3 separate regions of the Mus musculus genome follow, and all the other regions are linked to region 2. A link is a contact called in public HiChIP or PLAC-seq and promoter capture Hi-C data. All regions are on one chromosome and are shown on one strand. The core of a region is the stretch at or near the end of the contact, and the rest is flanking DNA. Distances in the headings are between cores, read along the strand shown.

What was found. Promoter capture Hi-C pulls out the DNA fragments that hold promoters and counts their contacts. HiChIP or PLAC-seq counts read pairs in DNA pulled down with a chosen protein or histone mark.
Region 1: a promoter capture Hi-C map of hippocampal neurons shows a contact between it and region 2, with 6 times the contacts expected there. The contact joins the promoter of Mnt here to the promoter of Ankfy1 in region 2. A contact is called at or near these places in 7 of 39 promoter capture datasets (the C10 cell line, cranial neural crest, embryonic stem cells and 4 more), 4 of 115 datasets of contacts at active chromatin or transcription factors (the NIH/3T3 cell line, astrocytes, embryonic forebrain and 1 more) and 1 of 9 other capture datasets (adipose tissue).
Region 3: a contact with region 2 is called in an H3K27ac HiChIP or PLAC-seq map of embryonic stem cells, with 7 times the contacts expected there. The contact joins the promoter of Pafah1b1 here to the promoter of Ankfy1 in region 2. A contact is called at or near these places in 13 of 39 promoter capture datasets (the 3T3-L1 cell line, 3T3-L1-derived adipocytes, the C10 cell line and 8 more), 1 of 484 Hi-C or Micro-C datasets (B cells), 3 of 115 datasets of contacts at active chromatin or transcription factors (astrocytes, embryonic stem cells and large pre-B cells) and 1 of 9 other capture datasets (liver).

What each region holds. Positions count from the first base shown.
Region 1 is chr11:74,829,519-74,834,159 of GRCm38.p6, forward strand. Mnt (max binding protein) reads left to right here and starts at 1,406. Exons shown (of 6, transcript NM_010813.3): 1 at 1,406-1,883. The coding sequence starts at 1,811.
Region 2 is chr11:72,687,599-72,692,119 of GRCm38.p6, forward strand. It overlaps Ankfy1 (ankyrin repeat and FYVE domain containing 1), which reads left to right and starts at 2,404. Exons shown (of 25, transcript NM_009671.5): 1 at 2,404-2,436. The coding sequence starts at 2,427.
Region 3 is chr11:74,722,797-74,727,161 of GRCm38.p6, forward strand. Pafah1b1 (platelet-activating factor acetylhydrolase, isoform 1b, subunit 1) reads right to left here and starts at 1,588. Exons shown (of 11, transcript NM_013625.4): 1 at 1,203-1,588.

The sequences.
Region 1 (4,641 bases), core at 156-2,655, 2.1 Mb after region 2:
CATAATATTCTAGTGCTTTTCAATGCTAACTGTACGAATGGAGATTGTATGGCTTTCCACCAAAGAGAGTTCCAGATGTAGGATATTTTTGTTGTCCTAATCAAGAAGATGTAAGTGCTCAGCCCCCTTCCTGAACTGCAGTTTGATAGTTCTTCACTTTTGCGAGGACCCGAGGTGGTAAGAGGCAGCTGGCGGTTGAGAGAGGTCTGACTAGACTACGAGTTGCTCAATGAACAAGGAGCAGTTGGAGTAGTCCCTTCACTTGGGCCTCAGTTTTCTTACCTGCAAAGTGCAATGATTTGGGCAAGCTGACTTCAAAGATCTTTCTGACTGTACCTAGGGACAGTCCTAAGCCCTGCAGCCAAGATAAAGACTGACTGGCGAGCTTAGGAGAGTGCGCGGTTCCAACCCAACACAGTGAGCGACCCCGCCCCGCGCCCAGCGGGCCGCTAGGGTAGCGCGCGGCTTCCGCCCTCCACGTTGTTGTTCCTGATTTAGGCCACGCCTCCTCGGCCTGGGCTTTGGACGCTTCTCCTTTTGATTACTGGTGCCGGGGCCCAACAACGAGGTGCCCTCTAGAGTGGCACACTTTTAGTCCCCACCCATATCAGAAACCGGTGGACAAAGAATTTAGGAGAAGGGAAGTAAGCCCTGGTTTTGAATGGGAGGGTAATGTAAAGCAGGGGATGGACTGCGGAATTCCCCTGTAGGTGTCTCACCCTTCCGTCACCCGGTGGCCCTATCCGCACCCGCTAATACGACCCTGTAGACACTGTCCCTTTAAACCGAAGGCTGGCGGCGCGGGGTGTCCATGTGGAGCTGCTCCATGCCGTGTTGTCCTGCCCGCCCATTGGCGGGCGGCCTGGTGATGTAGCCTAATAGGATGCGAACGCACTGCGGGGGGAGGAACAGAGACAAAATCCGGAACGGGATCAGCTCTCCCGTCCCTCTGTCAGGACTCTAGCAGCCTGCTGTCAGCTCCGCCCAGGGGCGGATCCCGGGGGGAATTGCGACAGACCGGACGGCTGCGGGATTTAGGTCGTGTCTACGTGGGGCGAAGAGACCTAGGGGTCAGACTATAGGTCTCCCTGACCTGTGTCACCGCTGTCTCAGCTAACCGAAGCCTTGGGCTTCCCATTCTCTCAGCAAGGCAGATCCCGCCGTGAATGCCCTAAGCACGCAAACCCCGTTTAACTTGTGGCTGGCCACGGAGAGGAGGGGCAAGTAGGGAAAGCGGAAACAGCGAGGAAGCCTGGTTCCATCTTCTCACCCCCACCCAAGCCACGTGTGCGCGCGCGGTGGGCGGGGCCATCCCTGGCGCGGCCCCGCCCTCAGTGAGACGCCGCGGCCCTGCGGGCGGGGGCTCCGGTCCGGGCTTTGGCTGCGGCCCCGGTGTAGTAGCGGGGGCGGCGGCCGGGGGCAGCGCGGCTCCTTCCCTTGTTGTGTGTGTCGGTGCCTCCTCGCCATCTTGTTGCAAAGCCCTTTCTTGTCGGCGGGACTCCGGGGGCCGCGGGGCGGGAGGCATCGGAAGGGAGGAAGAGGAAGAAGGAAGGAAGAAGGCAGTGCCGCCTTTTTTATTTTTTGCATCAAAATTTTTTTAATTTGCAAATTTTTATTTTGCAAATATTTTGGGAGACATTGATTTTTCTCCCCGTGCTCCCCCGTTCTTTTCTGAGGAGTGCGCTGCGCCGCCCAGCCCTGTCGCCCCCCGGAGGTGATCCCTCCCTCCTGCCGGCCCGCCAGCCTGACCTGTGCTTGGCTCGCGGGCCGCAGCCTCGGCCCCGGCGCGCCCCCGGCTGCTCTCGCCGCGATGAGCATAGAGACGCTACTGGAGGCGGCCCGCTTCCTGGAATGGCAAGCGCAGCAACAACAGAGAGCACGTGGTGAGCGGCCCGGCTGGGCCCCTGGGGCACTGGGCAGAAGGGGAGGCCAGTGACCCCGATCCCTGAACCCACTGGAAATCGCAGGGAGGCCCCTCTATGGCGCGACCTAAAAAGCCGGGCACAAACTCCCCGCAAGAGCTGCCGTCCGGGAGGAGTGATGCGAACGTTGAAAATAATTAATGAATTCATTAACATGCAAAGAAGGACCCAGTTTCTGCGGGTACCACCCTAGCTGACTGGCACCCCCGTACACCTTCAGTGGGGGGCCCCTTAGTTGTGGGCGGGCGGCGCCCTCGCTACCATTGAGGATGTGTGAACCGGGGGATGGGGAGAGGGATGTTGATGTGTGGGGGTGGCAGACCCGCGTGTGCTTGCGTGTGAGCACCAAGATGATGTGTGATGGGAACCGGGGAAGAGCGGATGAACGGACCTGTACACGGGTGTGTTTGTACAGCACACGAGTGGGCGTGTGCGTAACTGAGTGGGGGTGGGGAATACTCTACGCCGAGCTGCTCTTCGGATTCCCTGGCCTGGGCTGGAGGGTGCGGGGAGCGCTCCCGGCAGATCTACGCGCTGCTTGGGGCGGAGGCGGCCTTTGCAGAATGAAATGACATCGCGTGTCTTATGATCCTGGCCAGCCCCGCCTGACCCCGCCTCCCAGAGCTGGGCTGGGTCGCACGTCTAGCTTTGGCTGAGAGCTGCGCTGATTGGGTGCATGTGAGTGTCCCGCGGGTCGCTGGGGGCAGCCCTAGGCCCCCCTGCCTTGCCCTGCTTTAGCCGGTGTGGAATGTGGCGTGTCTGCGCGTTTCAAACCCGCTCTTGGCTGGAATGTTGCGTGTGCCTGCGTCCCAAGCCCGTTGGTTACCCGGACTGCTGACGTAGTCAGGCCCCGCCCCCGACCACGTGCACGGGGGACACTCCCGCTGGGGACTGTGCGGCCCGGCCCCTCCTCACCGCCTCGCGGTTGCCTAGGGGCGGGGTCTGGGCGGGGCTGGCGAGGGGCCTGGAGTCGGGTTGGCCTCCAGCTCTGGTTGCTGGCCATCTCCCAGGGAGAGCCTTTGCCCTGGGTAGGAGGAGCTATGTTCACCTAGGCTCTTGCTGGATCCTCCTGTTTTTGATCCTGTAGCGAGGGAATCCTCAGAATCTCAGGGTGACATCTATAAGTAACATCTCACTGACCCACTAACAGTGTCCCTAAGCCCTTCTGGCAACAACCCGGCCACATTGTTATAAGCTCGCCTAAGAAGGGTAAACTTTGGCGCGCCCTCAGAGGCTAAAAGAGGGTTTATGAGACTGTCATCCACCCGCTTTGGCTATGGTCCCTAGCCTTCGAGTGCTGCTTAAATAGGGGCCGAAGGGAAAAGACCCCCGCTTTCCAGCCTCTTGTGAGGGCCTCAGTTCTGAAGCAGTGTGTGTGCAGTTCCTAGGGATTCCTGGTTCCCCTACCCCCTCAGAACCCTTCAGTCGGTAGTGTTGTGGTGGAGTTCTTCGCCCTCCTTCCCTTTCTTTCTGCCTATTGTTGCTTCAGTGATGAGTCATGCAGGAGGTAGTAGTGTGTGTGTTGTGTGCCCGCGCACAAAGGCGCGCGCGCGCCTGCAGCTTGTTCCGCGCGGTGGGGCGGGAGGAGTGGTAGCCCGCAAGGGGCGGAGGAGCTGCAGGTTCGCAGGCCTTGTCAGACCGAGTAGCCACTCAAGGTCAGGAGTCACTGGAGATTTGCAAGACCCAAGTGCTTAGGTTTTTTGCAGAATGGATGGCTGGGGTATCTGTCCACATGTCCCTCCCCTTTGTGTTTTGAGTCCAGAGCAGGGTCAAGCAAGTGCTGGTGGTTAACCAGAGCGACTAGTATACCCCTCTCAGCGGCGGATGTGGGGAGGGGGAAAATTGAAGAGTTTGAGAGGAAGAGTCATCTGCTGCTACCGTCAACACAATGCAGATCAGGAATACCAATCATACCCCCCCCCCCCCATGTAATCAGGCAGTCTTGGAGAGAGGAACAGGATTGACCCTACTGTTGCCTCTGGGGAACTCTTATTTCACCTTCCAAGCCATATAGAAAAAGGGTGAAGCCCCCCCCCCCCCTTCTGCTGTGCTCTGTTAAGCCTACCTGTAAGGGCATGTGGGTTGGTGGATGCGCCTCTGCAGAGGAACCTGGGAAAAGCCCCCTTAAGAAATCACACAGCCCTTCCCCCAAATAGTGAGAGGTGGGGAGAAGCAGAGTTCAGCACTCAGGTCACAGCTAGCTGGTGTTGGACCAAAGGGTCTTAAAGGATAGATAGGTGGGGACTGGTGAGCCAAATCTACTCCAAGAACTCAAGACCAGATGTGGTTCCCACGGGCTAAAACCTCCACAGGTGATACCAACTTGCCGACCAGAACTGCTCATGCTCTGAGATACTTACTTCAGATGTCCAGCTCTGAGCAGGGTTCTCTTGTCCTCTCCATTCCCACCTACAAGGTCAAGCCTGCCGTGGACCAGCTTGGTCACGTGATGAACCCGGGGGTGTGATGCACATTTAAGCAAGGATGACAGAGAGGAAAGGCCAAGGCCGTGCTAGTGCCCAGAGGAGGGTTGAGCCTGGGTTTTGCCAGCATTTGTGGAGATGACTTGAATTATTCTCTTCTGGTTTGGAGGGAGCTTGCTGTTGTGTGCAGAAGTGCCTGCCTTATGTGCCAAGCTCTGGTAGCTAGCATACAGGAAGGGAGAATTCCTGTACACAGAAGGCTTCAGTAGTTTAGAAAGGTTGCAGTCAGCAGGAGT
Region 2 (4,521 bases), core at 1,154-3,653:
AATGACTTCCTGCAGCAGAATCTAATCGAGAGGCTGAGTGAGGGTGTTATCCCAGTGTCAAAGGGCTTGCCAAGTATTTAAAGCCCCAGCTAGCACCACAAACACACGAAGGGCTGGGGAGATGGCTCCGCTTGGTAAAGTTTTTACCATGTAAGCATGAGGACCTGAGTTCAGATCTCCATCCAGCGCAGCAATGCTTATCTAAATTCCAGTGCTGGAGAGGCAGATTCAGAAGGCATTTCTTGGTCTGTCAATCCATATATTTGAGCTCCAGTTTTAGTGAAAAACTATCAAAAAAATACAGTGAGCTGGGTGTGTTGGGGTGTACCACCTTTAATCCTAGCACTCCAGAGGCAGAGGCGAGTGAATCTCTTGTGTTTGAGGCCAGCCTGGTCCACAGCAGGAATTCCAGGACAGCTGAGGCTACAGACGCTCTCAGAAAAATGAGTGAACTACAAATGAGCAAGGTACCTTGACCTCTGGCCTCCACAAACATGCTACACTTTCACACATAACCTATAAAAGAAATACAGTACTTGAATGCTCACAAAATCTCATTCTTCACAATACTAGAAACCATGTTTTTATTAAGCAAGTTTCTTGATAGTAGATTTTGGTATCTGTGCATCATAAAGGATCTGGCCAAATTTTTAGGATAATCCAGGGCAAGAGTATCTCAACTAGAAACAAGTTGGAGCCTTGTCAAACCTTCCAAAACGAAGTGGGACTCGGATCTCCCGCCTAGAGCAACTTCCCGCTCCACTTTCATTCACCCCTTGTCTGCTCTGGCTCCTCCCTTTGCCACGCCTCCATCCATGGATACCTCTGACCCTAGCATTTGGAAAAGCAGGAGGACCAGTAATTCTAGACCAGTCTGTACTCCATGAGACTTGTCCAAAAAAGTGAAAACAAAAACAAACAAAAAACCTGGCTCAGATTAAGTTTGCTGGGCTTGCAAAGCAAGGCAAAGAGAAAACATGCTGCAAACAGATGTCAGATATGACAGCACTTTCCAACCAGTTAAGTTGTTTTAATGTTAGGAGCTTGAGTATTTTTAGGGGATAGAAGAGTCTGTTTATGCTCAAAGCTGGTTTATCTAGCCACCTGAAGATCTCAAAAACTCATTTGACACACCTATGAACCATCCTCAGCAAGGCAGTGAAGCTTTGAGCTCAGGCACTTCTATTGAAACTAACAAATATTGTTTCTTTAATCACATGTCGCTTATCCAGGGCCACTACTTTAACACTGCCCTGTTATTTCCTTCACTACTGTAGTCTGCTACAATCGGAACATCAGTTTTTAGTACATAATTATCCTTAATGTATTTAAGTGTCCTTCTCTTCCATTTTCTAAGTGTTTTTCAGCCAGGGTCGTCCCCTTTTCAAAATTTTAACCATTGCCCTTACATTTTTATAATCTGAACTCAATCCCTTCATTATTCCATTTCATTGCCCTCTAATGCTTTCTTTAACTGTGGCAGATCTTCCTAAAATCTTAACTGTTCTCTAAGTCACTACTTAACTGTTGATGCATTATTTCTATTCTCCTTTGTTGACCTGGAGGCTTCAGGTGTGCTAAGTACATATTCGTTACCCGGGCCAAGAAAAAGTATTTATGTCAAGTGTGGTGGCACTTGCCTTTAATCGCAGCACTCCAGGCAGAGGCACTAGGGTCTCTTATCAGTGTCAGGCCAGCCTGGTCTACATAGTAAGTTCCAGAACAGCCAGGATTATGTAGAGAAACCCTGTCTCAATTCCCCACTCTACCTACTCCACAGCCAAAAAAGGCATACTATCTAGGATTGTCAGCCCTCTATTTTGCTATTATAAAAATCATCTAATCATTCTCACATTCACAAAAGGTTTAAGCTCCTGGTTTACAATCTGAATTCCTTCTCCATGGCCTTGTCAACCGTTATTAGCTCCTAGTGTTATTTGGCTTTGCCACTTTGACCTCAGGGATCTCACAATTTTGCTTACATAAAATTGTATAGAGATTTGCAGTTTTTGCGACCCCTATATTTGTAACCAGTGTGTTTGCCTGTTTGATAACCCAAGTTGTCTGGTTTTAGCCATAAAAATTCCCAAAGCCCTGGAGAAATGCTATCATTTAAGTATTAGGACAGCGTCCCACGTGGTTACAAAGTAACTTAAAGATCCGCAGTCCCTGCCTCAGAATAGTCCATGTTTGCTCTACCCTGACGATCGCCTGGAGTACGAGATAGCCCAGTCCGCGCTTGTCAAACCTTCCAAAACGAAGTGGGACTCGGACCTCCCGCCTAGAGCAACTTCCCGCTCCACTTTCATTCACCCCTTGTCTGCTCTGGCTCCTCCCTTTGCCACGCCTCCATCCATTCTCGCGAGACTTGATGATTCCCTTGCGCCGGCATTTATCGCGAGGCTGTAGGCAGGGCCGGGCCCGACATGGCGGAAGGTAGGTTTTTTGTGGGGTGGCACGGGAAGACGCGAAGCAATAGGGGTACCACTGGCCGGGCACAGAAGCCCCTGGAAGGGTTGTCCGGCTGTGGTCGTACGGTGCATCACGTGTCTCGCGAGCCTTCCTATGTAGCGTTTCGGGGCTCCCCGGGCCGGGGTTCTCAGCGCCGTTCCTATGGCAACGCCCCTCCTGCAGTCTGTCTTCACTCGTCACCCCCCGCCCCCAACCCCGATCCCGGTAGTCTCAGAACGAGAAAGGGGTCGGGTCCTGGGAGCGAATGCACCCGCGGGACTCGAGAAAGCTGTAGAGGAGCTTCTTGTGCCAGCCATGCTGGAACGGGGAGGGAAGTGCCCCTCTCCTTAGGAAATCGAAACTGCTGTCATGGCAGGTCCTGCATCCGGAAGGGTGCATCTCTTGCCTGCGGAAGAGCTTGGGACTCTTCCTTGGAAGAGCCGGGACTGCAGCTGGACGACGGGCTTCTTGGGCGTGCGCTGTAATAGTCTTTAAGCTTTTTGGCAGCCCTAGCAAATGTGGGCACGCTCAGATTCTCTGAGGTTTACAAAGGGGCAAAAGGAGATGTTTCCTCAGTAAGGAAGTTGACCAAGGTCACACTGCTTGAAAGAGGTGTGCTAAAGCCAGGCTTCGGTTCCTTTACCTCCTGCTTTAGTCCTTCGTCTCTTTTTTAGTACTTTACGACATTGCAGGTAAAGGCATCCGGTTTCTCAGGTGCAGCCTCCCTTAAGGAATAATGTTAGGATCTTTGCTTGCCATAGCTTTACTGTATGAGTTGGGGTGAAAGCCCTGAGATAGTGAGTTACCTAGTAGTGATCAGACAATATTAGACCTGGCCGGTGTGCTTCTCCTGTGTACCCCATTGTTGGAGAAAAATACTTCTTGTTGGACTTTGTTGAGTGGCTGAAGATTTACTTGATCTAGACCTGGCCTATTTTGTTTTTGTCTTTTGTTTGTATTTTTTGGTAAGTGTTGATTAAACTCATCATTTCTTGATCTGAGATTTGGGTAGTGTGACAGTTTGTGTAGTCTTCTCAGATTTGAATTAGGTTTAAGAGTGACACGAAGTAGGCCTGCCAGGTGTGTTATTTGCCCTTTATAGTTAAGTGAACTGAGGCCAGATTCATGGCTGGGACTGGATTCTGTTTTCATTTTTACTTTTTCTATCTGTTAAACACCTTGGAGGTGGTGAACATTGTCCAACAGAGGAGGAGAAAGCGAAGTGACTGAAAGTGCTGGGTGTGGTGATGTATGCCTGCCTGCTTGTAGTTCCTTCATTCAGCACTTGGAAGGATCTGGAATTTAGGGTCATTCACAGCCTACCTGGAGTGCATGAAACCCTGTTCAAAAAATGAACTAGATGATTTTGCACACCACGGAATGTTGTGTACCTGTTGCTCAGCAGCGAGGTTTGGGAGGAAGGTTCAGGAAGGCACGATGTGAGATCGTGAGCAGTGTAGAGCCTTTAAGAAGGAATCTGCGTGTTGGGGAAATGCATGACCAAGTTTCAGGTCGTGGAGGAGGGAGTTTCTCAGTCCGTAGTTGTATTGAGAACTTAATTGTGTTTGTGCTCAGGTTCCAGTTGTGGGGAATTCATACAGGCCAAGGTTAGTACACTGCGTGTTTACTTTTGGTTGCCTTGAGGTGATTAGAAACATCTATCTAGCCAGAGGACAATACACCTTAAGGACAAACCAAACATTTTTCCAGGATTAATCGGATGGAGGGATGAGGTGATCGGGAGATGATAGTCTCTGACCTCAGTCTACCCTAGCTACACTCCAGATTCCTAAGTCCCAGTGAAGACTGTTGAAAATGATGTTGCAGAACTCAACTAGGAAAATTTGAGGAATGGCAAGAAAAACAAAATTACTAAAGATATTTTGTTTCTTATGTTGGCATGTGTTTTTGTTTGGTTTGGTTCTGCTGCTGCTTGTCAGAGCCAGCTGCTGTTCAGAGATAGTCATAAACAAAAATAGCAAATTTTTGTGGAATTAAATTTGAAGATTATTTGTCAGCATACTCTGGAAACGTTCCTGGTAATTGGCTGTTTGGTTCAGGTTTGGGAAT
Region 3 (4,365 bases), core at 338-2,837, 2.0 Mb after region 2:
TACTGGATCTTTTAAAGGTTGTGAATCTTTAGGAGGGTGTGTTTGAAATTAAAGGTAAGAAAAGCAGTAATTTTATTTTCTCCCAATTGTCTCTTAAAGGGGGGGGGGGGTGAGGAGGAGGTATCCTTGACATGACATCGCCCATTGAGAATGAGACCACAAATCTGGTACTCTTCAAAGGCACAATTTCTTAGCCAAAAATACTGATAGGAATTACACCCAAACCCAACCTCAACAGAAAATTTCCTGCGCTCCTCCCAAGGAGTTTCTTGCTAAGTCACTGGAAAAAGCAGGCAGGATAACAAATAAAGCCAGGCACCTTGCTTTCTCCTATCTCAAGACTGAAATTCTTTCCTCTTGGGAGACGAAATCAGCCCACCGTCTCAAAAAAACATTTTCTCACCTGGGAGGCTAGAGAGGGTAAATAGTCACAGCGTTTCCTAATGGAGTGGAGAGATGGGATGAAGGGAATGATCGAGAACCTGGGAGCTCAGTGTTAGCAACGTCAAAAGACAACTCCCGTGCGAGGAGTCAGTAGCAAAAAGGAAAATCCTGCCCGATTCGGTGGGTGGATGCTGCAGATCTTTACTGAATGCAGAGGCTGGACCACCACCGCACCGGGGGGCCGAGGGCCTGAGCGGCGGGCCATCCTCCCCGGGTCCACCCTCAACCTAAGGACAAGCGGAGAACCCGACGCCTGGAAGGCCTGGTAGCTGCTGGAGCCCCGGCGGCGAGTCGCCAGCCAAGGAGGGGTGGGGACTGCGGGTTCGCTTCCGCGGCCCAGGAGGGCTGAGCCCTTTCCCCAAGATCAGAGAGCGACCTGCTATCCACGCCCTTCCCACCCAAGAATACTTTTCTTGCTAAGTCACGGCGGCAGGAGGGCGATGCCGCCCGAGAGGCCACGGCTTGAACCCTCAGCAGCCTGAGTAGCCCACTGCCAGGGTCGGAGGAACCGGAGCCAGGGCAGCGCCCTCCCAGGCCAGGGCCCCCTCCTCGGTGCCTCTCACTCAACGGCCGTCGCGGCCGCCATTTTGAGAGCGAGGAGAGGAGAAGAAGAAGGAGGAGGCAGCGGCGGCAGGGGGAGGGGAGAATGGGAGGGAGGGGACCGGCGCAGCCACATCGTCAGGCCGCCGGCCCGGCCCGCAGCCACCCGAGCGCGATGGAAGAGACAGAGGGGAGGGCGCAGAGCGTCGCCGCCTTACCGGAGCGCTGCACCACCGCCTCCGCAGGGCCTCTTCCGTCCTTCACTCCCATCCACCAGCGGGGGAGGGGGAGGGAGAGGGAAGGGAGGAAGGAGGGAGGGAGGGAGGGAGGGGGAGGATGGCGCGCTGGGCCCGGTCCCGGGGAGGGGGAGGGGAGGGCCGCGGGCGGGCTCCTCGGCCGTTCCGGGGCTCGAGCCCTAGCCCAGCGTTCGCTCGTCCTCTCGCTCGCGCCTGAGCGCTCCCCTCCGGGTCCTCCTCGCTCCCTGGACTCTCGGCTCGCTGCTCCTTCGCTCCCTCACTCGCTATCTCGGCCGCCGGACTCCGCCGCCGCCCCGCCGCTCCAGCTCCGTCTGTCACAGGAGCTGCCCCAACGCCCTGACGTCACCGCGCCGCCGCCGCCCCAGACCCGCCAGGAAGAGGGAGGGGAGCGGAGGGCCCGCGGCGCATGCGCGGGCCGGGCCTGGGCCTGGGCCTGGGCCTGGGCCGCGCGCCCTTCCGCAGGGTGAGCTGGCGGCTGTACCCGAGCCGACCGGCGAGCTTGCGTCCCGTCCGCGGCTTTTCTCGCTTCTGCCCCCTGATCCCTTGGGAAGCTTCCCTTTTGCTCTAAACTGCCTGACGGCTGGCGTCCATCACGACTCTTGCTCTGCCTCAGCGGTCACTGCGCTGTCCCGGCGGACCGCGGGTACCCGGTGCACTGGCATTTCGGCCCCTGCTGGCTAGAGCAGGAGCCAAGCCAGGATGCTTCCTTTCTGCCTTAGCCTGTGGGATTATTCCCCATCCCCCACCTACCCACCCACCCAAAAGGACCAAAGTAAATTGGTGGGCTTGGGCAGAAGAGCTGTTGAGGTTAAAAGGCAGATGGATTGCCTTGTGTTCCTTTCTGGTACAGATTTTTAATCGGAAGGAATCGCCTGTAGATGTGATTCAGCTATTCTTTTCCTTAGTCACATGTATTCATCAGAGATTCTGGAAACTGAAATCCACAGAAAGACCTGGAACTTTATTCTCTACAAGACATGTCTGTGTTTTATTATATTATGAATTGTATATTGATGACAAATCTGGGGGGATTTGATGTCAATTTATTCCACAAAGAGACACTTGATTTTTGAAAGGGAAGGTTTGGGGCTCTGAATTATTCAATATAGGATATTTAAGTATTGAATGAGATTACTTCATTATCCACTTGTGTTTTCCAGCACTGAGGCTTAACTGATTCTATTGCGTCCCTCGATGAAGGTAAATACTGTAAAAATCACTTGGGAAGCTGCAGAGTTAATGTCTCCAGTATGAATCCTGGTGTCACCACTGGGAATGTGACCTTGACTAAATTATCATATCTCTTTTTGGCCTCAGTATCAGTATAAAATAAACCCAGTAGCCAAACAAAGTGGCACATGGCACGTAGCCCAAGCTACTCAGGAGGCAGGAGACCAGCAAGAGCCCAGAAGTTCTCTGCAAGCCTCAGGAGCATCCTTTTTATAAAAAACAAAAAACAATGATGATAGTAATAAACAAGCTAGGGTGACTCACATCTGTAATGCTAACACTGAGGAGACGGAGGCAGGAGACTTGCCACGAGTTTGAAGCCAGCATGGTGTATATAGTAAGACCCTATCTTAAAATAATGATTTAAAGCTGGACATGGTGTTTTAATATCAGCACTTTGGAGGCAGAGACAGGTGGATCTTTCCAAGTTCAAGAGCCTTCTCTACCCAGTGAATTCCAGGACAGACAACTACATAGAGAAACCCTGTCTCCAAGAATAAATAATAATGGAGCAAACCTTGGGTGGAAGGAAGCACACATCCCTTATTCCAGCATGGAATGGCTGAAGAATGAGGATCACAAGTTTAAGGGCTACCTGGAAAACTCAAATGTTTTTAAATTTATCACTTTTAAAAGGGTGAAGAGACAGCTCAGTAGGAGAGTACTTGCTGAGAGAAAGAAAAGAAAACATTATAGAATTGACATAGCTGTGAGGCTTTGTGAGATTAGATGTTGCATGGGTTAAGGCCTGAGGTTTGATGTGTAACTCATGTAACCATTACTATCTAGTACCAAAGCCAGGCTCTTTGTATTGGGATGGGCTATCTTTATCCCTAGAAATTTTTTTAAAAAACATAAACCAATGACCTTAAGGGATTAGTTCTTTTTTTTTTTTTCTTCATCAACACAAGAAACTAAATCAAATAATCTTTAAAAGGTTATGTCCAGAGTTTCAGTTTTTGGATTCTATAGTCAAAACTATGGACAGCATGAGACAGAGGCTTGATCCTATCACTTATATCCAAAAGCAGCCAAGAAACATTCATTAAATTAAATTGTCCCTGATTCTCCCTGATTCTAAGAATTCACCCACCTCTCATATTTTATCTTTTGAAATATTTAATATTGCCTGGTATCTTGTTTAATATTTAATCAGATGAGTGAATAAGTTCTTTTGGGTTTTTTTTTTTTAATGAATGCTCTAAAAGTCAACAAAATTGCTTGGAAGCACATTGATAAACACCAACTTAATACAAGTAGGTAGCCTTAACTCGCATAAGCCTTGAGATCACATGCTTTTATGTATAGAAAAAAATGTAAGACCTAGATTGTACAATTATGTCCTAAAATAAGTAAAGATTTTATTTTTGTAGCAATCCTTCAAAAAAGCAGTAAGTCTCCTTTGGGGGAAGATATAACATTTTTCTCCCTGGATTATAATTTTTCTGAACAGATTATATGCTTAAGTTGACATGAAGCAAGTGTGTTACAGTTCTGTGCGTTTTCAGTTAGTTGCTAACACTGTATATCCACTTTGACAAATACTTGTCTAATGAAAATGGAGAATTAAGACATCTGTGCCATCAATCATAGTTCATAAGTCCTTCTGTAGAACCTAGGTCTCCTCAGGAGAAATTTACTAATGGATGTCTTGAGTAGTGTTTATATTTTCTTGTGGAAAAAATAAACATTTCATTTTTTTTCCTAAGAACAATCTAACAATCCCTCCATTCATTTGAATTACAAATCTTTATTTTTCCAGTAGACATTTTCAAAATGGAAACATTTGTTTCAATTGCTGCAGCAAAATTAGTGTTACTTAAAACAATTCTGCAAATAAGCTGACTGGAAGAAACAGTCCAAAAATATTGCTACTGGGGAGAGAACAAAATGT